2 separate regions of the Capra hircus genome follow, and region 1 is linked to region 2. A link is a contact called in public Hi-C data. All regions are on one chromosome and are shown on one strand. Each heading gives the region's core, a stretch centred on a gene start, on an enhancer-like site or on the middle of the called end of the contact. The rest is flanking DNA. Distances are from core to core; before and after follow the strand shown.

Evidence for each region. Hi-C and Micro-C count contacts between places; a contact is called where the count stands out from the background.
Region 1: a Hi-C map of blood shows a contact between it and region 2, with 5 times the contacts expected there. The contact joins the promoter of VAV2 here to the enhancer-like site in region 2. A contact is called at or near these places in 3 of 5 Hi-C or Micro-C datasets (all in blood).

Annotation. Positions count from the first base shown.
Region 1 is chr11:104,167,378-104,174,578 of ARS1.2, forward strand. VAV2 (guanine nucleotide exchange factor VAV2) reads right to left here and starts at 4,843. Exons shown (of 27, transcript XM_018056170.1): 1 at 4,549-4,843. The coding sequence starts at 4,752.
Region 2 is chr11:104,007,375-104,014,059 of ARS1.2, forward strand. VAV2 (guanine nucleotide exchange factor VAV2) reads right to left here. Exons shown (of 27, transcript XM_018056170.1): 16 at 6,645-6,685; 17 at 6,195-6,283; 18 at 3,441-3,457; 19 at 2,630-2,651; 20 at 1,593-1,720; 21 at 341-415. Among named protein-coding and RNA genes, the nearest start is that of SARDH, 23 kb to the left of the region's middle. Within about 2 kb of position 3,892, at least 3 of the 5 cell types and tissues checked have an H3K27ac peak or open chromatin away from gene starts, as enhancers often do.

The DNA.
Region 1 (7,201 bases), core at 3,593-6,092, 160 kb after region 2:
GAAGAGGGAACCACAACCCGGAGCAGCAGAAAGAGAGGGAGGGAAGGAAACGGGGAGGGCAGAGACGGGGAGCGAGGACCTGCTCAACGCACCTCCCGGAGAACATTCGCGATCTACGCGGGGAGACGGACACCATGGCGTCGAAGGACTTCAAGCTGACGCCCCCAGCGAGAAACCCCGCACCCCCTGCAAGACAGGATCCAGGAGGCACCGCGTGGCCGCTCCACCCGCGCCAGGTCCAAAGCCTGAATCCGACACGAGGAACCGGCGGCTGAACCCAAAGGCAGGGACGTTCCGCGACAAAAGGGAAGCTTCAAAAGCGGCAAGGTCGGGAAAATCAAGGTGAGGCGGAGCGGCCGGCCCGGCCCCCAGGTGGACCCTTGGCTGAAATGGGCGTCTGTGGAGACTCGGGTCCAGATTCGGGTGGATTCGGTGGTGGCAGCCTCGCCACTGTCTTCTGGGTCCCGGGGGCTGTGGAGGGGACCTTGTCTGTAGGAGACCTGTGGCTGTGCAGGGCGCCAACAACCTCTCACGGGTGTCAAGACAAGTTCAAAGTCAAAGCAAAATCTGACTTAGCAGAAAAGGCTCCCTTGCTTCCCCGGAAATGGGCCCTCGTCTCCCTGCTCCCCGCCAGCCCGGGGGCCGCACCCCGAAACCTTGGGAACCGGGTCTCCCTGCCTGCGCTCAGGGACTCTCCGGACACTCAAAAGGCACTTCTCCATCCTCGGGCGCCTCAACGGCCTGCTGCGCGTCCAGCTTGCCGGAAGCATCTCAGAGCGGGGACCAGGCGCCTGCCGGGCTGCGCTTGTTTCTCAAAGGAAGGCTCAGAATGACCCAGGAGCAAATGGGGGGACGGCTGTCAGAGGCCCAGAGACCCCTTGGGAGGGCTCACATCACACGGCCCTGGGGAGGGAGGGCAATCTAACCAACTCCAGGGTTTGGAAGGGTGAGCAGCGAGCGTGTTCTGAGGGATGCTTGTCACTGAAGCAAACCATGGGGAGCGCAGGGTCAGAGGTTCACACCGGGACACGAGAGGCCAAGGGCCAGCGCAGGGTCAGAGGTTCACACCGGGGCACGAGAGGCCAAGGCCCAGGCTCGCAGCACTACAGGACAGGAGGGAGTGAAATCAGAGCCGGCTTCCTAGAGGAGGTGGCTGCTAGACTCAGCTCCCACAGGAAGACGCAGGCCAAAAGCAGGGGCGGTCTCCCAGCACGGGCCCGCGCAGGCTTGGGGGCGGAGGAGGCAGAGGGGTTGGCACGAGGAAGGCTGGAGGTGTGGGTCAGGGGGAGCCCTCTCTGCTGGCCCTGCGGGCTGCCTCCCCAGCCTGTGTCTCCGAGCAGGAGGCTGGGCGGCTGGTCCCCAAAGGTCGAGACTGCGGACTAAACGCAAGGGCTGGCTGCTGTCATCAGCAACCTCAGGACGCCATAACCCAAGCTGCTCGGGACACACAATCTCGTATTCGGATCAGCAGATTGTGGCCATGCCTAATTAGTTTAATTAAACCCAAGGTGGCTGCCAGGCATTTTGGATTAAAAAAAAAAAAAATTAAAGCACACCCTGCCAGCTCCAGAAGGGCAGGACAAAGGAGCAACTTGGGGCTGCCTGAGAAGCCTTCCTCGTTCCTGGCTCTGCACACAGGAGACACTCAGTAAGTGCACACGGCTATGATGCGTCTTCAGGGCCAACAACCCAGCGGAGGTCCACTCTAATGCCCTGAGAATAGGATGTCACCTGTCACAGGAGAGGCCAGAGCAGCATTCTGGAACGAGGGGACCTCGGGCAGGCCTCTGGGCTGGCCGGGGCCATGCAGAGGCGCGCAGGGGCCACAGGGAGATGGAAAAGGGCCCCGCCCACTGGCCAGCAAAGTAGCCAGACCCCACGGGAAACAGGCAGGCACGCCCCGCCCCACCCATGGAAACAGACACACACAAGGAACAGGCTGAGAAGCAGGCCTGGAGCACCCGTCAGAAAGCCAGGAAGAGGCCAGAGAAAAGGTTTCTGAAATCAGAATTTACTTAAACAGTCCTGAAAGGGAGGCCCAACCCTCATGTTTCCATTTCACCACCAGTTACCTGTGTGACCTGGGGCAAGTCCCTCGCCCTCTCTGAGATGTAGCTGTCTGATTTATGAAACAGGGGTGGGGACTTCCCCAGCGGCTCGCTGGTTAAGAACTTGCCCGCCAATGCAGGGCACACGGGTTCGATCCCTGGTCGGGGAAGACCCCACTTGCCACGGAGCAACTAATCCCGTGCGCCTAGACCCCACGCCCCGAAACAAGAGAATCCACTGCAGTGAGGAGAGGGGCACACACGCGCGCATCACAACAAACAGCTGCTTGCTGCAGCCGGAGAAAGTCCACGCGCAGCAGCAAAGACCCGACGCACCCAAAAACATAGTAAGACAGGAACAAGGGCGGCCTGTGCCTCCCAGGATGGGCAAGAAGGGGCAGCTGCGGTTTTCTTGGGATGCAATCACCACGGACCAGGAGGACCGCGTCCTCTTCCCTCCTCCGTCTCGGGCACGAAAGAGCCCCAGACAGCAAAGAGCAGCCACACAGACAGACCCCACGTTCCTCTCCCAAACCCTGCACAGCCAGACGCGGTCCGCAGAATGTTCTTTAACTGGGAAGACACAGACAGGGCTCCCCAGCTAGCCCAGGTTTACAGAGCACCCACAACCAACCCCGTGCCAGCCACAGACATACAAAAACCGATACGGCCAGCTCCACCCTCCATGAGACGACAGGCAGGGGGGTCCAGCCGTCAGCCACAAGGGGCCACGCCTGCCCAGGTCCAGGGGAGACTGCTAACGTTCAGTCAGCGCACAGCACTAAGGGCGTTCTCCACCCTCCTTCGTGGAACCCTCCATCACGGCTGTAAGGCGGCCACTACTGCCGTCCCCACCACACAGATGGGGAAACTGAGGCCCTTAAAGCGGTCACTGGCAGGAGGCGACAGTGCCCACCTCACTAAGAGCACTCGCCCGTCAGGCCTCCCCCCAGCCCAGCTCCCCTTGGCGCCCCTTCACCCGAGCTGGGGGAAGTCTCTGCATTTCCAGCACTGGGGCTGAGCCAGCTCCCTACCAGTGCCCAGCGGGATGGGGGTGGGGGGGCCAGCTCCAAGACCCAGCCCTGGCTGTGCCCCTCTGCCAATCAGCTGGGGGGGGGGGGGGGTGGGCAGCCCTGCTGCTCACAGCCAGAGGCAGACACTCCGGGCCCAGCTCTGCCCCCAGCAGCTCCTGCTCCCCTCAGTTCCTCCAGCCCTAAAACGGGTCAGTTCTTCCCAACCCCCCAGGGAGAGGGCTGGATCTGTAAGAGCACCCCGCAATCAGGGCACCCGGCCCCAGGACCTGGGGCTGCTCAGCACTGACAGGGCCCGGGTCGGCGCTGGCTTCAGGGAGCTTGGGGCCCTCCCTGGGCCATGTGCCACCGTGGAGCGGGAGGGTGGCCCCCTGCCCCCTCAGGACTCCTCTTTGTCAGAGGCCACACTATCCTCCTGGGGGATGGGGAGGAGGAGTGCCCCCATTTCCTTGGAAACGCGATCACAGCCAAAGGGCAGAGGGCACACAGTCCAGCCTGGAAAAGCAGTGACTCATGCCATCCCGCCTCCCCAGCTCACTTCGGATGTCACACTTGTGAAGGGCCCTTGTCCATCCAGGCTTGCAGAGGGGCTCTGCTGCTGGCCTGCTGCGGGATGGCCCCCTCAGAGGTGCTGGGGTGGGGCTGAGTGGTCAGGAGAGCAAGAAGCAGCCTGCCCTCTGCTTAAGTCTTCACCAAGTTCCTTAGAAGCCAGAGAGGCAGCTCCTGCTGGCCAAGCAGACATTTTCCTGCCTGCCTGCCGGGTAGCCACATGCGCCTCCGCCGCGACAAAGGCCACGCTTGAGGGTCCTGGGGAAGCCACGAGGGGCTCTGGTTCCCACTGAGTTGCACGATCCGGGGTCGCGGCGCTGCCTGCTCCCTCCCACGGGGGTCAGGAGGAGGCTGAGGCCGGTGAGGGGGCGGCGCCCCCGGCCCACCCGCTCTCCCGGCCGGCTACGGCTCCTGGCTCCGCCGGCCCCTCCCGCCGCGCCCCGGGGCCCGCTGCCTGTCGGTTCGCCTTCCAGGGCGTCCAGCCACCAGGCGCAAAGCCAAGGGACACTACGCCTGAGGAGGCCACCGGCGCAGCCGGATCTCTGGGGTCCGCAAGGGCCGGGACTCGCTGGGTCCCGCCGCCAAGGCCCAGGAGGGAGAGAGGCGGTGGTGAGCGCCCCGCCGGAGCTCAATGTGCCCACATTCCCCCGAGGCGCGGACCCAGCAGCGGGCGCTCCCAGGCAGTGCCCGGAGGCGGCAGGGGCGCGCCCCGGGCTTGGGGGACTTTGGCTAACTTCGTGCCTCTGGGGATCGCCCCTCGGAGCAGCCGGCTCCAAGGCCCGGGGCGCGTCCACTCTCGGCTCTCCGTCCAGCCGCCCGCCGACGTCCCCGAAGCTGCTGCTGCGATCCGGGCCCCGGGGCCGCCCGGCGGCGCGAACGGCCGCGCACCGGGGCCCCTCCCGGCGCGCCCGGACCCTCACCTGGGACATCTGCGGCCGGAAGTTGACGTCCTTGAGGTCGATGGAGCCGGGGCAGAGGTTGTGCAGCAGCTGGCACAACAGGACGCCGTCGCGCAGCGCCTGGGCCAGGTCGAAGACCACGGCCGAGGGCCAGACGACGCGGTGGTGGGGCGGCAGGACCCTGCAGTCGATGAGCCAGCGGCCGCACTGCCGCCACTGCTCCATGGCGCCCGCGCCCGCCGGGCCGGCCAGCTCAGGGCCGCGCTCCGGCCAAAGTGCGGCGGCCGCGGGGCATCCCGCCCGCCCGCGCGGGGCTCGGCGGCCGGGGCGGGGCTTCGCGCGGGCGGCCCCGGGGGCCCCCGCCGCGCCGCCGCGCGTCCCCTCCTCCTCCGCCTCCTCGGCTCCTCGCCCACGTGCGGTCGCGGGGCGGGCGCCGGGCAGCCGGCCGGGTCCCCCCTTCACACACGCAAGTCCCTCCAGGCCCCGGGCCGGGCTCCGCGCAGCCCACCGCCGCAGCGCCCCTCGATCCGCGCCGCCCGGCGCCTCATTCTGCGCTCGGGGCGCCCCGCGGCCGCCGCAGCTCCTGCCCCGCCCGAGACAAAGGCCCGGAGGGTCGCTCGCTCCGCGCGTCCGGGGCCTGGGCCGCCCTCGCCGCCGCCGCTTTGTTCGCCCCGCCTTCGAGTTCAGCGCGCGGTGCCCGGCTACCCGACTCTGCAGCTCGGCGGCTCCGGGGTGCAGGGGGGGCGGGGGCGCGGCCCGGGGCGGGGTGGGGGCGGTGCCAGGCGCGCCGGCCCCGCCCCTCGTCCCCCACTTCCTGCCCCGCGGCCGCGCTCCGAAGTTGCGCAGGGCGGGAGCAGCGGCGCGGCCGCGGCCCCAAGCCCGCGGACTCTCTCCAAGAGGCAGCAGGACTTTGGGGAACCTCTGCGCCCCGGGCGCGCGACCTCGCCTGTGGAGTGACGGCCGGTCGTGGTCTCTGCGCCCCTCCTGCGTTTCAGGAGGAGCTCGGGAGGTGGCCCTTGTCGCGCTGGGGGCCTCTGCGTGGTCCTTCGGGCAGGACAGACCCTGGAGGGGGCACAGGCTAGGCGGACTCGTCCGGCGCCCTCTCGGTCCACGAAGCGGCCCTGGAGGAGAACTCGAGGCGGGAGGCACACGGGCCAGAGACTCGCCCAGAGCCCCTTCCTGTCCTGTGCCCTGGGCAGGGACCCGCAGGAAAGCCCCCGATCGCGCACAAAGGCCGGGATTCCCCTGTTCTGTAACCCAAAGGCCTGCCGCTGGCAGCTGCCCAGAGGACAAACCCTGGCGTCGGAGATGGAATACGTGACATGGTAGGTGGGAGAGAGGAGAGGGGACGCAGCCAGACCCGGCCCTGGGTGGCGCCGCCTCCACGCTGGCTGCGGGGTCCCCTGACCCTGCCTTGAACTCCTTCCTGGGCCACGCCCTCTGGGGGGGGGGAGTGGGTGGGCTGTGTTCCCAGCAGCTGGCCCCCTGCGAAGGTGGGCGGACTTCTAGGAAGAAAGTCTGGCAGTGAAAGGATGCGGATCCTGGCTCAGCTGTCAGGACACCCATTCTCAGCTGGGTGAACCTGGACAAGTGTGATCCCCTTCTAAGAGCAGTGCATTCTTGGGATGAGGGTGGGGGTGACCAATCCCTGGGCCCCCCACACTTGGGTTGAGCCCTGGGGCAGCACCGGGCAGCTGCCTTCCTGACCCAGATTGCCTCTTTTGTTGGCATTCCTGGGGCAGGAGCCAGGGCAGGGCGAGGGTCCGCTGCTAGCCAGCGAGGGTCCCCTGAGGCCCCCTGCCACCCACCCCCCATTCTGGGCACTGGTCTCTGCAGAGAGTCAGGCTGGCCCCTTCCCAAACCGAGGAGGAAGCACAGGGACCCCGGGCAGGTTCTGGCCCATGGAGAGAAGTGAGGGAGGGGCTAGCCTCCCCGGGGCACACCCCAGACCCCACCCCAGACCCTGGCAGGAGTGACATCAGGCCAAGTTGCTGTCCTTCCAGGAGGAAGCAGGTGTGGCAGCTTCATGAACACGGACAGGAAAGAGCCAGCTTGAGACGGCTGGGATCCAGCCTGCCTCGCCCCTCACAGCAGGCGGATTCCTCCAGCATCGCCCTGAGAAATCACCAAGTGGGGACAGGGCCAGAACGCAGCACCTCCCGCCGTTCCTCCTCTGAGACGCTGCAGGGCACCTTCCCCTGGCAGGACCCCCCACACACACACCCTAGAGTGGACAGCCCCCTCCCTGTGGGAATCGCTGGTGAGGAGGGGACAGGAGTAGTTATCCGGGAGCTATGCACAGTGCTGGGGGCGGATTGGGGTGCTCCTTGGGGTTCTCACCGCTCCCCGTCTTCCCGCCTGGACAGGGAACCAGCCCTTAGGAGAAGCCTCAGCTGGGGACACGGGCAGCCCGGCGCCAACTGCACGGACGATCGTCTGCCGCCCCCTGGTGGGTGCGGTGGGCACTGTGGCCGCCTGGCTGCCCCCTGGCCAGGCACTGCCCAGCGCCCACAGGATCAGGTTTAGCTGGGAGGGGAACCAAGGCAGGAGACCTGGGCCTCAGCCCTGCGTGTTTCTGAGCCAGTCCCAGTGCCTTCCTGACTCCCAGAGACCTAAGGCGCTCCCTAAGGAGGACTGGCCCGCCCCGTGGACCTCACAGGATTTGGAGGAGGCT
Region 2 (6,685 bases), core at 2,642-5,141:
TCTGCTCCACAGCACTCAGATGAAAGAAATGCCACATTGCCTCTTTTCTAAATAACACAGTCCCTAGCTCTGCAGCTTTATGTTTGAGGGAGAAGACCTATGAAGGCCCGAAAAGCTGAAGCCAGGCAGCTGGTCTCTGGCCTGTGATGCCTGCTACAGAAATGCCCATTTTAGTGTTTTTAAAGCCAGCCATGTCTTCCCCCAGGAGAGCACCCGTCCCAGCTCTGAGGCCAGCTCGCGATGGCCTGAACAAGCCCAGGGTGTCTGAGTGAGAAGGATGTTCTCAGCACCCATGGCACCCTGGCCCCACAATCCAGAAGCTTCCGTGAAAAGTACTCACCCTTCCATCCACAGGACAGGGCTTCACAGACGAGCTGGGGAAGTAGCCTGACTTCCTGGTCTGCACCAGCCGACCCTGGGAGTGGACAGAGGGTCAGGGTGTGCGGGGCCTGGCCTGGCTAGTTTTGGGGGGAGGCAGGGGGTTATCCCAAGGAGGACAAGGGGAGTCCCTGAGAAGCCTGTTACAGCATCACCTCTCTGTTGTCACCTCAGCTGAACTCAGAGCCATTCTGGGCAGAAAGGTGAAGCGGGAGCACCCCGCTTCCCAGACAAGGACACTGAGGCCCCAGAGGAGGGATAAAACTCGCTCAGCACTGGGACCAGAGCCCGCCTCCTGGAAGCCATCTCCTCTCATCCACACCGGCCCTTCCCGAGCTGTCAAGGGGACATGGACCTGGGGTCCGGGGCTCACTCTCCCCGCTCCCTCCCAAGGTTCCCCCAGCAATCCCCACCTTCCCATCAGCCAAGAGTCTCTGCAGGACCACTCAGACCTCAGAGCCCCGGGGACACTGGGGAAAGGAGGGGCAGTGGGTGGCTGGGTCAGCGTGGGGGAGACCGGACTGCAGCCACCGACTCAGCCCGCAAATCTGCAGTTACGTGAGGCGCGGCCTAGCGCAGTGAGCCGTGAGCAAGGACTCAGTGGGGGGACCGCACGCAGCGACGAGGCTGCCAGTGACAGGACTCGGCGCTGACGGACACGTGCGCTGGCGTCAGTTCTGAGCAGGTCACTGTGGTCCCCGGGCTGGGTGAGTGCCCCGGGTTCCTGAGGCGCCATGTGGACCCCCGGGGGTGGGGCTCAGGAGAGGAGCAGCGCTGGCCATCCCACCCCCCTTCTCAGGCCCCCTAACCGGAACAGCAGGATTCTCAGCCCAGAACCACAGACCATCACGGGGACCTGTGTCTCCTGGGGGACGGCTGTGCAGGGCCTCGGACATGCTGTCCCCCCAGCGCTGGGCACGTGGTGCTGGCCTGGACTGGGGCAGGCTGGGAAGCAGGGTGGGAGAGGTGTACAGGACACAGCCCAGGCAGGAGGCCGCGGGGAGAGGACTCGGACGACGGTCTCTCTGGCGAGGGGATGCTGCTCCCCCTGCCATGTCAAAGCAGACACCCCGGCACCCAGGCCCTGCGAACAGCCATCTTCCCTCTGATGGTCTAGCACCGCAAACCCACCCCTGCCTGGAAATGCGGCACTTCCACTTCTGCCCTGGGGAGTGAAGGGGGGCAGATGGGGGCGAGAACCTCCCAGGACCCACCTCCCACCACTGAGACTCGGGGTCGCCTCTCAGCAGCTCGATCACATCGCCCGTCTGGAAGGTCAGCACCGGCTTCCCAGGGGGAGCAGGGTTGCCAAGGTAATTCTGCACGGCCACCATCTTGGGACCTGCGGAGGACAGGGCCAGAGACGCCTGGCTTGGTGACTTCGTCCCAAGGTGCCCTTGGCCTCCTCGGCTTTCTCGGACCTCTCGGGGCTCCTGGAAGTGGACGAGGCCCTATAGCGTCCCTCCTTGAAATCTTCCCCTAAGACTCCCATGTCTCTTTGTTAAATATCGTAAGTATCAATAAACTATTTATGTGATGAACAGATGCAGGGTGCCATTTCCGTAACAGTAACCTGTTTATAAAGAGCACTTTATGTATCTTCCTGCAGACACCTTGGGACCGGTGGCGGGAGATCGCACATTCCTCCCGTTAGAGAAGGGAGCGGGGTCAGCGGCCTACCAAGCCACCCGGCTGCTCCGGGCTGACACGGGGGCCCGGCTGCGCCCCCGAGAGCTTGTGGGTCTCTCGAGCCCTGCTCTGACCGGCCCAGCCTTGCATGGGCCGCATCTGCCAGGTCTGGTTCTGACTCTGGTGCCCCGGAGGCGGGAGCGTGGCTTCTCATGACTGGCTTGGACTTTGTCTGCAGCTCGGGCTGTGTCGCTCCTGATGCTTTCAGCTCTCCTTTGGTCCAGTTCAGAGCAACCGGGACACGGGGGACGGGAGAAACTGGGAGCACAGCTATCTGCTCCGCTCGGGGTCTCCAGGCCGCAGCTCAGAGTCTCTCCTGGGCTGAAAGGACCCTGGGCAGGCTGGGCCCTGTCCCCACCCCGGCGCTGTGACAGAAACTAAGACGGCTCCCAGGGGAGCTGGCCATGGAGGCAGGAGGGAGACGGGGCTAGAGGACGCACAGGTCCTGGGGCCCGGAGCTGAGAACTTGGGGCAAAGCCGGCAGCCGCCGTGGCCAGGCCCAGGCTCCCAGGGTGACTGCCGACAAGGACGACAGCAGAGAAGGCCCAAGTCCCAGACTCACCTGGCCCTGCTCCAGAGGCTTCCTGTGAGGGCAAGGACAGACAACAGTGAGGACAGAAGCCTGCCCAAGCGAGACACCCCCCACCCCCTACCCCCAACGAGAGAGGTCAAGGCAGGGAGGAGGGAGCAGAGGGGACACGCCCTGGACACCCTCAGGGACCTGTGACAGCTCCCCCGTGGGGCCTTCACCCTCCACCTCGGCGCCCCTCCGCAGCCCCGGGACATCTGTCCTCTTCCCCCTCCCACCCCTGACCATTAACTCCCACCTCCTCCAGGAAGCCTGCCCTGACCACCCCGCCCGGGCCACCCCTGCTCGCAGCCTGGGGCTTGTCTTCTCTGTCTGGGACGGGTCCTGCTGCACACAATAAATGTGGGGCACATCTCTGCACCCCATGTAAGAGCCTGTTAAGTGCTGGACCGCACGGCCGGGGAAAGACGTGACGTCCACGGCCCGTAAGTGAACTCAGCGACTTCATCTCTGATTAGTTCAAGACAGGGCACTACATCGAATCGGGACGGGAGGGAGGTGGGTGGATGCCTGTCGCGGAGCTGAGCACCCACAGCCACCAGCAGGACACGGCAGGCAGCAGCTGGGCTGGGGGACAAGCTGTCGGCCAGGAGGCCGCGCCCGGGGGCCCGTTTCTGTGTGGTGACCACAACAGAAAACAAAGGGCCCTCGTGAGCCGCGGGGGCTCTGCGAGCCAGCCTGGCCCCACGAGCCTGAGGGCTGGAATGCTTGGGTCTTTCTGGCTCCGGGCACAGCGTGGTGTGTGGTGCAGGGCAGTGGGAAGGGCACGGTTTGGCGGACTCACCGGGTCTGCAGGAGAACCTGAAATGGAAGCACACGGGGGTCAGAGGGCAAGGGGCCAGCACTGTGGACCAGGGGGCTGTTGCCTCATGATAAGACCCGCTGGGGGCGCCCAAGTGCGCCAGGAGGGGCACATCAAGGCCCGTGGGCTCAGACAAGGATTATGGACACGCACGGCTGGTGACCGTGAAAATCCCTGTTACTTTTAACGACAAACCCTGAGCTCTGGTTACAGGGGGCCCAAGGGAGAAGCCCCCATGGCCAACAGGTTTCCTGCACGAACCAAGGCTGCTCCCAGGTGGCAGCTCCCCAGCCACTGGGCAGAACCCCGGCCCAGAGGGGAGAGAGCCCCAGCTGACCAGTGACGCCTGCCATGGGCCAGGGACAGGAGGCGGAGGAGGCGAGCTACTCTGTCAGCCCACCCGCCCTCGCACACGGGGCACGCCAGCTTGTCAGATGGAAGGCGAACATTCTAGAGATTCTTTCCGCCTGCCCTGGGGTGACCCTAGGGGAGGACACAGCACTGGGCTGGGCCCCAGCCATCCAACCAGCCAGGCGGCCAACTCCACCGCTGGACAAAGCAAGCGCCACAGCGGCTGACGTGTGGCTGAAGGGCCTTCAACACCACCTCACACTCACAATCGCAGCCTGCCTTGGGCAGATGCAGGAATCCGACCCTGAAGAGCAGAGGTTAGGGGTGTCAGGCACCGGGCGGCCAGGCAGCTGGTGCCCCCAGGGGAGGCTTCCTGGGAAGAGGTGCCCTGGGAGGGACCAGCATCTCCCTGGGACATCCTGGCCCCGGGGGCAGCAGAAGGCAAACCTGCCTGGCCCAGAGAGGAAGGATAAACACGTGGGAGGAAAGGAAGCAGCTTGGACTGTGCCGAGGAGAAAAAGCCAGGCGGGGCTGCGGCAGGGCAGAGACAAGAGAGGGGGTCATGCACCTGCCCTTGGAGGGACCACGACCTCTTAAAACAAAGCCCGGTGCCCACCAGGGCTCTCAGAGTCACGGAGAGGATGCTGACAATGTCAGCTTGCGAAAGACACACCATGGCCTCTCCGGTGAGGCCTCAGCTGTCCGTGTGTGTGCTAAGTCACTTGGGTTGTGTCCGACTCTGCGCAACCCCGTGGACTAGCCCGCCAGGCTCCTCTGTCCATGGGGTTTTCCAGGCAAGAATACTGGAGTAGGCTGCCTTGTCCTCCTCCTCCAGGGGATCTTCTCAACCCAGGGATCAAACCCGTGTCTCTTACGTCTCCTGCATTGGCAGGCGGATTCTTTACACTGGCGCCACCCGGGAAGTCCCCAGCTGTACATATGAAAAACACACAAACCTAAAAAGGATGGGAATGGGGGACTGCAAAAAAAGGAAGAAGGCGTGTGACGGCCATCAGCGGCTGGTTTTGCCTGGTGTGATCATGAGTTGCTTTTATCCCCTTTACTTTCCTCCTCATTTTGTATGGAAAGTGGGTATTTGACAATCAGAGGGCAAGGAGAAACAGAAAGATTATTTAAAACTTAGAAAATGAGTCAGGGAATACGCCAAATACCACCTTTGATTATTTCTTAATACGCTCATAACAGATAATTATTTTCTTCTTTATTCCATTTCTTCTTTTTTTTTTTTTTTTTTTGGCCCTCTATTATTTCTGACAAATAAATACGTTACTTTCAAGATCAGAAAAAAAAAAAAAAAAGTCAAAAGAAATGAACCGTCCGGTCTCTTGACATGAAGGACACGCGGCCACCAGAGGGCGGTATCCACAGGCAAAAATGAAAAGCCGCCTTCTCTGGGGCCAGGGGGGCCGGCGGCTCCCTCCAGCTGGGAGCAGAGCAGCACGCTGGGCCACAATGGGCGGCAGCGGGCTCAGTTGGGATGAGGGGGTCCAGGCTGACCTGTCGGACCCTCCTCCCGGGTCAGGGCACTGGGCCAGCAGCCGCAGGAAGTGAAGAACTGACAGAAACTCTCCTGCTCCGGGTGCTGGTATTTTGGGTGATCAGCAGGCCTGGCAAGTCCTCCCATCTACCTGGAGCGTGTCAGGCCTCTCTGAGCACAGGTCCCCCAGGCGTGGATGGCAGCGTAGCCGCCCCATCTCACGGGGCCGCGGGGTCGGCTGGGCCCACGTGAAGCATGGCAAGCGGTGCTGACACTCAGCACAGGCCCATGCCCGTGCTGTGCCACGGGCAGCCAGCCCTGACCGCGGCGGCTGCAATCTTTCAGAACCGTCTGAGGCTTCCGGCTGCCATCCAGCAGCTCTAGGCTGGGCACTCCCCCAGCTCATCCCCCAAACCAAGATGATTCAGAGGAGCCTCAGCCTTCCCATCTGACAAATGGGCTCGGGGGCAAGGGGAGCCTTGTGTAATAAATGCTGGGCATGCAGGGGACCCAGGGGCCGAGGTGTTCCTCTGTGAAGGGAAACCTCCACGAACTGCCAAGGACGTTCTGTGCCTTGGGCCAGGTAGGGGTCTAGGGTCTTAACTGCTGTGAGGCAGAGAAAAGGCAGAAGGCGTTGAAGGCATTGAAGAGGCAGAGAAAAGCCAGCGAGAGGGCGGTTAGGAGGAGGGCTTGGCTGTGGCGCCCCCGCCCGCTCTCAGGCTGGGTCTGTGTGCCCAGGGGCAGATGCCCCGACCCTGAGCCTCGGCTTGCTCATCCGGTCCCTGTCTTGTGGGGCCGCCACCGCAGGAAAGGAGAAGAGGGGCGGCTGAGGGATGGGCCGGCCCCCAGGGCTCGCGCCCCAGAGGCGGGGCAGGGTCGGTACTCACTGATCTTGCAGGGAGGGGTCACTTCCAGACACTCCTTGTGTGCCCCAACGCCACACTTGGTGCAGAGGTAGCCCTGGTAGAAAGTACCCCTGTGCCAGGGGAGGGCGGGGGGCGAGGTGAGCCCCGGCCTGCCTGGCCTTCCGCCCCTCGCGAGCAGCCAGCCCAGAGCCCCCAGGACCCCCTCCTGAACGCACAGCCTGGTGCTGGCCCTCCCCTTGGACGATCGGCCTGGCTCTGCAGCTCCTGTGACGGGCCCCCTGGGACAACCGCCTCCCCTCCCCACTGGATCCCAAGCACCGAGGGCAGGCCGGGCCCACATAGACGGGCCGCTCCCCTGGCTGTTTGGGGCCCAGCGTAGCGCTGGCCTAGGGGCGCTCAGCTCTGAGAACGCAGGACAGGGCAGCCCCAGGCGCCCTCGGGGGCCGGGAGTGGGCAGGGCAGGGCCCTCACCTGAGGAACATACGGCAGGCTTTGCAGTTGGTGGTCTTATC